2 separate regions of the Nomascus leucogenys genome follow, and region 2 is linked to region 1. Evidence: chromatin contacts called from public Hi-C data. All regions are on one chromosome and are shown on one strand. The core of a region is the stretch at or near the end of the contact, and the rest is flanking DNA. Distances in the headings are between cores, read along the strand shown.

Region 1 (4,362 bases), core at 1,760-4,259:
TACCCAAAAGCCGTTTTGCATAAATAATGCATATTCAGGACTGGCTAGGCTGAGATTTATTTATACACCAAGGTACACTTGACCCATATGGCAGCAGCTTCCAAAATGTTCTTTTTCTCTCAAGTCAGTCCGGGACTCAGCCAAATAGACATGAGGGTTCTCCAGAGGGGGGCTCCTGAAGGAGCGATGCTTCCACCTGCTTTCCTAAAACAATGTTTACATTCTGTAGACATTGTTTTCAAATTCTGTAAAGGGGAGACTGAACTCTGCAGAAAAGGATTTTCTGGGCCAGCACATGGACACCCCCTCAGTAAAGCAAGCATCAGAGCAGCTTAGAGACCATCTCTCATGCCCAGGGTCTCACCCGCCCCAACTGAGATGGTTTTCAAAGTCTCCTTGACAACCAGTGGCCATCTGGTGTTGTCCCTGAGAGAATTCTGCAATTTTCCCTTTACGCATCTCCAGCGATATCTTGTGCCCTTGGTGTCCTGTCCCTGGCAAACACCCAGCTGGCTGGAGACGTGCAGTGACAGCTGAGGTCCATCTGAAACCAGCTGAGCACCTTCAGCTGAACAGGAGAGGAGGAAGAAGGAGAGGCCATGCAGAGGGACAGCAGTTCAGAAACTCACTGAGAGTGGAAATGGTACCAAGAGGGAACAGACATTTAGAATTCAGATTGCTTTGTACATAAATGAAGTCCAGAAGTACCTTAAAAGAATAACACACCACGACCATAGAGTAGGATGACTAAATATTAAGAACATTTATATCATTCATCTTTTGTACAATGCATCATAATACTAGATCAAAAGGAAAAATAGCATTTCAATAGCTGCTAGAAAGTCTTCTGGCAACATATAACATCCTTTTCTGATTAGGAAGAGAAAGAGGAGCTTAATAAACAAAAAAGAGGAGGAATTTTCCATGACATGATAAAAAGAAAAAAAAAGAAATTTAGTAAGGAGACTTGTTCCAGAATAAATAAGGAAAACTTTAATAACCTTCCTACGTACCAAAAAGTAGTCACTGAAAAAACATAATAGAAAAAGTACCTTACTTTTTCCCCCCACCATAAGTGGCTGGAAACAAATTAACAAGGAATCTGCCAGACCCATATGAAAAAGACCATAAAACTTTACTGGGAAATTATATATGTTTGAATAAATGAAAATCATAGCATTTCTTCTCAATAGTAAGATGCCAAATTCCCTTAAATGATTCCACAAACCTAACATCATCATAATAATATTCACTAGAATTTTTGGGAGAAGGAGAAAGAAGAAAGAATTCACAAGATAAGCCTTAGGATCCTCTGTACAATTAATATACAAGAAATGCCAGAAAAGTTTTGAATAAGAATAATGAGGGAAACTTGTACAACAGATGTTAGAATGACTAAAAAAAAAAAAAAACAACTTCAGTAATCAAAGCCATTTGGTAGTAAAAACCAAAATACAAAGACAGATCCACAGAACAGAACGCCAAGTCTGCAAACAATTCACAAAGAAAAAGTAGATGCTAAAACAATGGCAGAATTTTCAAATACATTGAAATACAAGAAACTTGTCAGCTAACTCCCTATCAGGTGGATACCACCTCCAAACTTTGCGTAAATTTCATGCGTTTTCCTTTGTCGCTCCTTCCCCAGCACACAGGCAGTATCTAGCCAGTACTGCCCCATGGCCCGTGGTGACACTGACTTTTTGCTCTCTCTGATGAGCTGGTGTGTATGTTAAACTGTGTAACACATCCTGGTTCCCCTCTCATTATGCAACACCAAAAAAGCAGGTACAAAGCCAACAACAGCCAGCAGTAAGAGATGACCAGTGATTGGATCGCACTGATTTTGGAACTGATCATTCAGGTTAGTATATTGCTAATCATTCAGGTAAGTATATTGCTAACAGAGTAACCAACTAAGACTGTGCCATATACTTGCACGAAGACCCAGGACATTTCTCTTCAACTTCAGGAAAAAGTCCAAATTCTTTAATATACCATAAAAGACTCTCCATAACCTAGCCCCTGCCTACATTTCCACCCTCCCCGGCTGCTGATTCCTCCCCAGACTAACATTATCTCTCCTGCTTCTACCTCTCCTACCAACACTCGGGGCTCTGGGTACATGATCTTTCAAGCAAACATCACCTCCATCTAGCTGCTGCTGCAGATCCTAGGCTCCCCCAGGCAACAATCTCACAATTAATAACTCCCTCCTCTGCAAATAGCCTCTCCATGCTGTTTGTATTACATTCTATTATATATATATTATATTCATATGTTTTCATGTCATCTCTTCCCTTAACAGCAGGGACTTAACCTTTCTCTGCCTCCCACTCCTTATGTGTAAAATGGCAACAAGACTGCACCTGAGGCAGGTTAGATGAGGTGGTCAGAGCCTCCCCTGACAGGAAACAAGAAACTTGTCAAATTGATGAAGAGAACAAACCGCCTAACAGTGCACAGACCACATCCTGAGCTCGTGGTTAGAACATCCTACAGCAAAAAGGCGGGAGCAGAAGAGAAAAATCCCCACATTTGTACAAGCACAGAAACCCGTGATTAGTGTCCTTGGGCTGACCTGTGCTCATTATAATAGTAAAAAGCACACCCCCGGGTGGAGATTTAAAATGCTTATAAGACATGCGACGGATGTACTAGCATGTACAGCCAGTGCACATGTGGGCCTAAGAAACCACTCCTAACGTGCTTAATAGCAATACCCCTTCCCACCCCTTCATGAATAATCATGCAAATTTCCCATAAAGGGAGATCCCCCAGTAATAGACAGAGCTGTCTTGCCTCTGAGCGGCCTGTTCTGACCAGCTGCTAGTGTACTTTGGCTTTGCAATCAACTTGCTTGCTTTTGCTTTTGACTCACTTTCAAATTCTTTTCTGTCCCGAAGTCAAGAACCTGAACTAGCCCACCAGCTACACACCTACACAGAAATGAGTAATAATTAAATAAGGTGACCCCTGTAAAGCACTTGAACCTGTGCCCAGCATGGGAAAGCTTCAATAAATATTAGCTATTGTTACTATTGCAATTATCTGCGCTCTTCTTTCTATTCTTTTCACCCCAGTTCAATAACCTCCCTTAGACTGTCCACGCAGCACTCAAACGTTTAGTTTGTATCAGGTCATTATTTTCTTCCTTCTACTTTTCTGCATGTTTATATTACTCCTAAGATCTGAAGAACATTTTTAGAAATTATTCTACAGCAGGACATGTTTGACGAGTCCTTTTCAGAACTGCATGGGGTGAACTTATCTTCAGGACACAATGCTTATAAATGCCCTAGCTCCTGGTAAGTCGACCTGGAGTCATTTACTGACTTTAAATTCACTTCCTGCCTCTGATAAGCCACACAGGTCCTGTGATCGATAATTTTAATGTAGAATAATCACAGAGGTTCACGTCCATTTCCTTTCTCTGTTGAATACCATCTAGAGAGCACTCCAATACTCCTTCAGAATTCCCAAGGGTACATTTGCATTGCAGTTAATAAGGTTGCCATTGTGTATGGTTAAGCTTTTAAATGAGTATTTTGATGTGGTGCCAGGGAAGGGTCACAGCCTGGGGCCATCTGCTCACAGAGTAAGCCCTGAACAACTTTAACAATGATCAGAAACAGTGTTCCAAGGATTTAACCTAAGGATAACAACACGGCGTCTCTCGCTGTTCTGGCGTTCCCAGACAGGTATTAGCCAGGAAAACGCCTCTGGTTTAAGCCGGAGCTAATCGAGGAGGCTCCCCAAGGACAGGGATGTCGCAAGTTGTCACACTTAAGCACTGACTGGGGCAAGAGTAGGATGTCATGCAGTGGCTCTGGCCTCGTGGGGAAGAGACCTGAGTTAAACCAGATAACGCGCGGCCAGGACCACAGACTGCTGAGCTGCTGGGACTTCATCTCCTTCACCTGAAAGTGACAGACGAGGCTCCCATCTTGCTCAGCTCCAAATTCAATCATTTCATTATCAAAATACAGGTAATGGATTACAAAAGTGCCACGGTTCTCATGAATGGCTCCTTCAGACAGCTCACGTGCATAGATTCAAGAAAGCTCTAAATATTTTACCATGTGCCTCGCTGAGGTTTACCAAGTCAGCATAATTCAAAGGCCATGGCTTTAGCAGCTGTTAGTCTTTTTGTTTAATGTCTGTAAATATAGTTAGTGGTAAGTTCTTACAGGACTATCCGGTGTAGCTATGACATCTTATTACTGTAAGGAAAAGCCTGAAGCCATCCCACTTCGCCCTCACCTTTGCTTCAGGTTTTGGGATTGGTCTGCTCTTTCTCCCTCTCTTGTGGAGACATAATCACCCATAACCTGCTGCTTCTCTCTGCAGCTCAGATGTTGG
Region 2 (4,238 bases), core at 28-2,527, 500 kb before region 1:
CTAGCTTTTATTCATAAATGATTAGCATTTTCATTTTCTTCCCTCTTAACCCCGTTTCCATCGGTTCTGTCTCATAAGCTAGAGCTGGGAAGATGCGGCCGCCCATGCTGCGGCCTACTGTCTCCTGCAGAGCAGCTCTCCCCAGATCTGTGTTTGCCATAATATACTCAGTTTTCTCCGCACCCAGAGAGGATATACATTTGTTACGTGTTTACAAACCAGAATAAAACCATTGAATTGGGGTGACAGGAGGTGGAACCCGTGGAATATCAGTGTTTGTAACCCACTGTGCCACCAGCTCCAAGCTGTAGACACATTTTCTTTCAGCCCCCGGGGCTGGTGTTGCCATTTCTGCGGAGTAGTTCACCTGCTGGCAGGTGGTTCTCAGTTCCCAAAGTCGGGTGGCAAGTGGTGCTCTCCCGAAATGCTGACGCTTCCCCTGGGATGTCAGCAGAGTCGATGGGGACGAAATGAGGCAGCCCACGCGAGTGTCTGGGAGGGTGAGCTGTCCCGAGTTACTTGGGGCAGGTAGGTCTTCGAATCCCCCATCGCGGCCTAGGTCCGACCCTGCCCCAACCGCCGCCAACGGGCAAGAAGGCTGGGCCTCCAGGGTGCCCTGGGCACAGGCCTGGGCTCCGGAGGGCGGCGCTGGCCGGGTGCAGCCCCCTGGAACCCAGGCAGGAGGCGAGCTTGGGCGTCACTGGGGGCCGGGGCAAGCGACGGCCGCGGCGCGAGGGTGGGAGCGCACGCGCCCCGTTGGCTCCAGAGCGCAGGCTGGCAGCTCACCGAGGCCAGCCCCGTCCCGTCCCTTCCGGGGTTTGGAGGCCCCAACCTCGCCGCCCTCACTCCCCAGCGCGGCGCTCTCCCAGTCACCCTGGGGCCCGCCCTGCCCCGCCTCGCGCCCACAGAGCTGGGACCCCGGGACCCACTCCGTCAGGCAAGCTGCGTCGCCCACGGCTGCGGCCCGGCCGGGCAGGGCGCGGGCTCGGGCCCGGGCGGGGGTTCCGGGAGCCGAGAGCTATTTTTGCAAACGCGTCAGCCGCTGGGGAGGAAGAGCCGGCTCTGCGCCCATTGTGTCTGCGCGGCGCGGCGCGGCGCGGGAGGGGCCGGGGGGGCGGCGGGGACGCAGCGAAGCGCGCGAAAACGGCCGGCTGGGCGGGGAGGACCGCGCCTGACCCCCGGCGGCGAGCGGGGCGGGGCCCGGGGCGGGGCGGGGGCGGGTCTGGGGCGGGGCGCGAGGGGGCGGGTCCGGGCTCCCTCCGGCCGCTGCAGGCTGGCGGCTGCTGCGGCGGCGCGGGGACTGCGGGGACTGTGAGGCGGCCGCGCGGACAGCGACTCCCGGGGAAACCCGCGCCCCGGGAGCAGGAGCAGGCGCAGGAGCGGCGCCGTCCCAGGCCAGAGGCGAGCGCCGGGCGCCGGGAGAGCGGAGAGCCCCGGCAGCTGCCGGAGCGCGGGGGCGCGGCCCGAGGAAGCGACAGAGCGAGCCCAGGCCTGGGGAGGGCGCCGGGCGCGAGCCTCCTGCGCCGAACATCCGAGGCGGCTTCGCGGGAGACAAAGCCGCGCGTAGAGACGCGATGCCCGCCGATCGCGAGCCCGGCCGGCGAGGGCGCGGGGGCTGCGGCGTCTGAGCGCGCCGAGCCTTGCGCCCGGGGAGGACGCCGAGCCCCGGGGCCGGTGCGGGCGGCGGCGGGCGGGGCCCAGGTGCGCCCGGCCGCGTCGGGCCCGTGACTGCTCGGGGGGCGGCGCCCTCCCGCCGCAGCCGCAGTGGCCGGCGCCGCAGCCAGGAGCCATGGGCAACATCTCCTCCAACATCTCGGCCTTCCAGTCCCTGCATATCGTCATGTTGGGCTTGGACTCGGCCGGCAAGACCACGGTGCTCTACCGGCTCAAGTTCAACGAGTTCGTGAACACGGTGCCCACCATCGGCTTCAACACCGAGAAGATCAAGCTGAGTAACGGCACGGCCAAGGGCATCAGCTGCCACTTCTGGGACGTGGGCGGCCAGGAGAAGCTGCGGCCGCTGTGGAAGTCCTACAGCCGCTGCACGGACGGTATCATCTACGTGGTGGACTCGGTGGACGTGGACCGGCTGGAGGAGGCCAAGACGGAGCTGCACAAGGTGACCAAGTTCGCCGAGAACCAGGGCACGCCGCTGCTGGTCATCGCCAACAAGCAGGACCTGCCCAAGTCGCTGCCGGTGGCCGAGATCGAGAAGCAGCTGGCGCTGCACGAGCTTATCCCGGCCACCACCTACCACGTCCAGCCGGCGTGCGCCATCATCGGCGAGGGCCTCACCGAGGGCATGGACAAGCTCTATGAGATGATCCTGAAACGCAGGAAGTCCCTCAAGCAGAAGAAGAAGCGGTAATGTGCCCGGAGCGACCGGGGAGCGAGCGAGTGCGTCAAGAAAGAATGAATGGATGGATGGATGGATGGATGAGCGAGAACCCGCGCCCGCGAACAAAGACAGCGAACCAAAGCGATGCTTCGAATTTTTAAAACGGAATCTCTGCACCCAGATGCAGGACTGGTGACTTAAGGAGCTGCGAAGGCTGATTTACCGGCCTGCTCTCGACCTGCCCCCCACCCCCAGCTCAGGGGACCTTTTGTCTGAACGCCAGAGCTACTGACCAGGTCGGGGGGCCGCGGTGGGGAGTGGAAGAGCCGGTCCTGCTCTCCGCCCTCCCAGCCCCAGGTGGAAGGCTCAGTTGTCCGAAAGACAAAGGCGATTTCTTCCTACTACTGCAGGGCCAGAAGTTCAGGCTGCCCCGCCCCCACTGGGGGATCGCACCTGTGAATTACCTGAGGTATGCATTTCCCAGAACCCTGGGCGCACCCACCTGGGGGGGCATGTTGGTTCTGGGGGGACCACTTCTCCTTGCATTCAGGGGCTGTGAAGCTGAGTAATTTTCGGTCACAGGGCAGGCCCCTGTTGAAATTTCATTTGTCCTGCTCTGGGTCCAGAGGAGCTGGTGGTTTGGGTCATCAGAGGACTGCCTGGGACGGTGCAGTGGGCACGGAGCGCTGTGCTGCCTGGCTGGGGATGGCCGCGGAGATGCCCTTTTCCTGGTGCTTTGTGGTGGCTGCAGGAGACCAGTTTTGTTGAGAACTGCTTTTCAGCCTGGAATCAGACATCTTCCAGATGGTTTGGACCCTGTCCATGTGTAGGTCATTATCACTCAAAGAGACCAATAAAATTAAAAAAAAAAAAAAAAAGACGAACTATTGGAGGTGGTGGCCAATGATGCATTTACTGTTTGCAGGATAGTTAAAGGTGTTTAAAGGGTAAGGCTTTTGGTGTAAATGCTGGATGGGGTGTGTGTGTGTGAATATAGGGACCTCCCTCTGTACTGTGTAATCGGCATTAATACCTAGACTCATATGTGTGGAATTTTAAATTCTCTTAGCCTACTGATTGGTTTGGATGAGCACACCAGCTGCAGGTGTGTGCTGAATTGCAAGATGATTTTTTTTTTTTTAACCAAGGGATGTCTCTTGTAATACTAACCGCGTGATGATGGGTTTTCAGACATGTTGGAAAAAAAAAAAACTTTTACAAATGAATACTTACCTTAGAAATATTCACCTTAGGAAAAAAGACTTTGCTCTGCCCTTTTATATTCCTTTATGCTGCAAGTGGCGACATGTTCAGATTTCTAATTTGGTTCATTGTGGCCTATCTGGTTTAAGTATTTCATTAAAAATGTCTCGTTAGAGTATTTGATGTCATGCACCAAAAAAATAAAACCCCACCTTGTTGCAAAAGCTGACCTCGTTGCATGGAATTAAAAGAGAAGGAAAAACACAAGGATGAAGTCTTTCCGAATTCATTCTTGTGGGAACTGGCCTTCGGAGCCAGCCAGCACTTTGGGCAAATGCAAACAACAATGAGTGCTTGAGATAAAAGAAAGTGTGACGTCATGGTCACTGGTACTCAGGCACTTCACAGTTTACTTGAAAGAGGCTTTGGAAAATAGATAAAGTGAAAGAAGAATAAATAGATATTTTTAATAATGTAATTTTAAAAATCCTTTATAATCAGGACTGAGTCTTGGTTTGCAGAAGCTGTCATTTACCCTGAAACACAGTATCAAAATGGAAACTTAAAACATACTGTTTGATTTTTTTATTTCCTCTTACAATCCATGTTTTCAGGTAGAATTATGACTGTCCCCCCATTGTTACACATTTCTTTACAAAGGAGGCCTGTAGAAATGGGACACGATCAAATTATGAGT

Evidence for each region. Hi-C and Micro-C count contacts between places; a contact is called where the count stands out from the background.
Region 2: a Hi-C map of a lymphoblastoid cell line shows a contact between it and region 1, with 4 times the contacts expected there. The contact joins the promoter of ARL4C here to the enhancer-like site in region 1. A contact is called at or near these places in 2 of 4 Hi-C or Micro-C datasets (both in a lymphoblastoid cell line).

The regions. Positions count from the first base shown.
Region 1 is chr22a:134,453,403-134,457,764 of Asia_NLE_v1, reverse strand. All of the region lies in intron 21 of TRPM8 (transient receptor potential cation channel subfamily M member 8), which reads right to left. Among named protein-coding and RNA genes, the nearest start is that of SPP2, 51 kb to the left of the region's middle. Within about 2 kb of position 3,009, the one cell type or tissue checked has an H3K27ac peak away from gene starts, as active enhancers do. A contact at or near this core is called in a lymphoblastoid cell line, where this site is marked.
Region 2 is chr22a:134,951,192-134,955,429 of Asia_NLE_v1, reverse strand. It overlaps ARL4C (ADP-ribosylation factor-like protein 4C), which reads left to right and starts at 1,277. Exons shown (of 2, transcript XR_004027865.1): 1 at 1,277-2,807.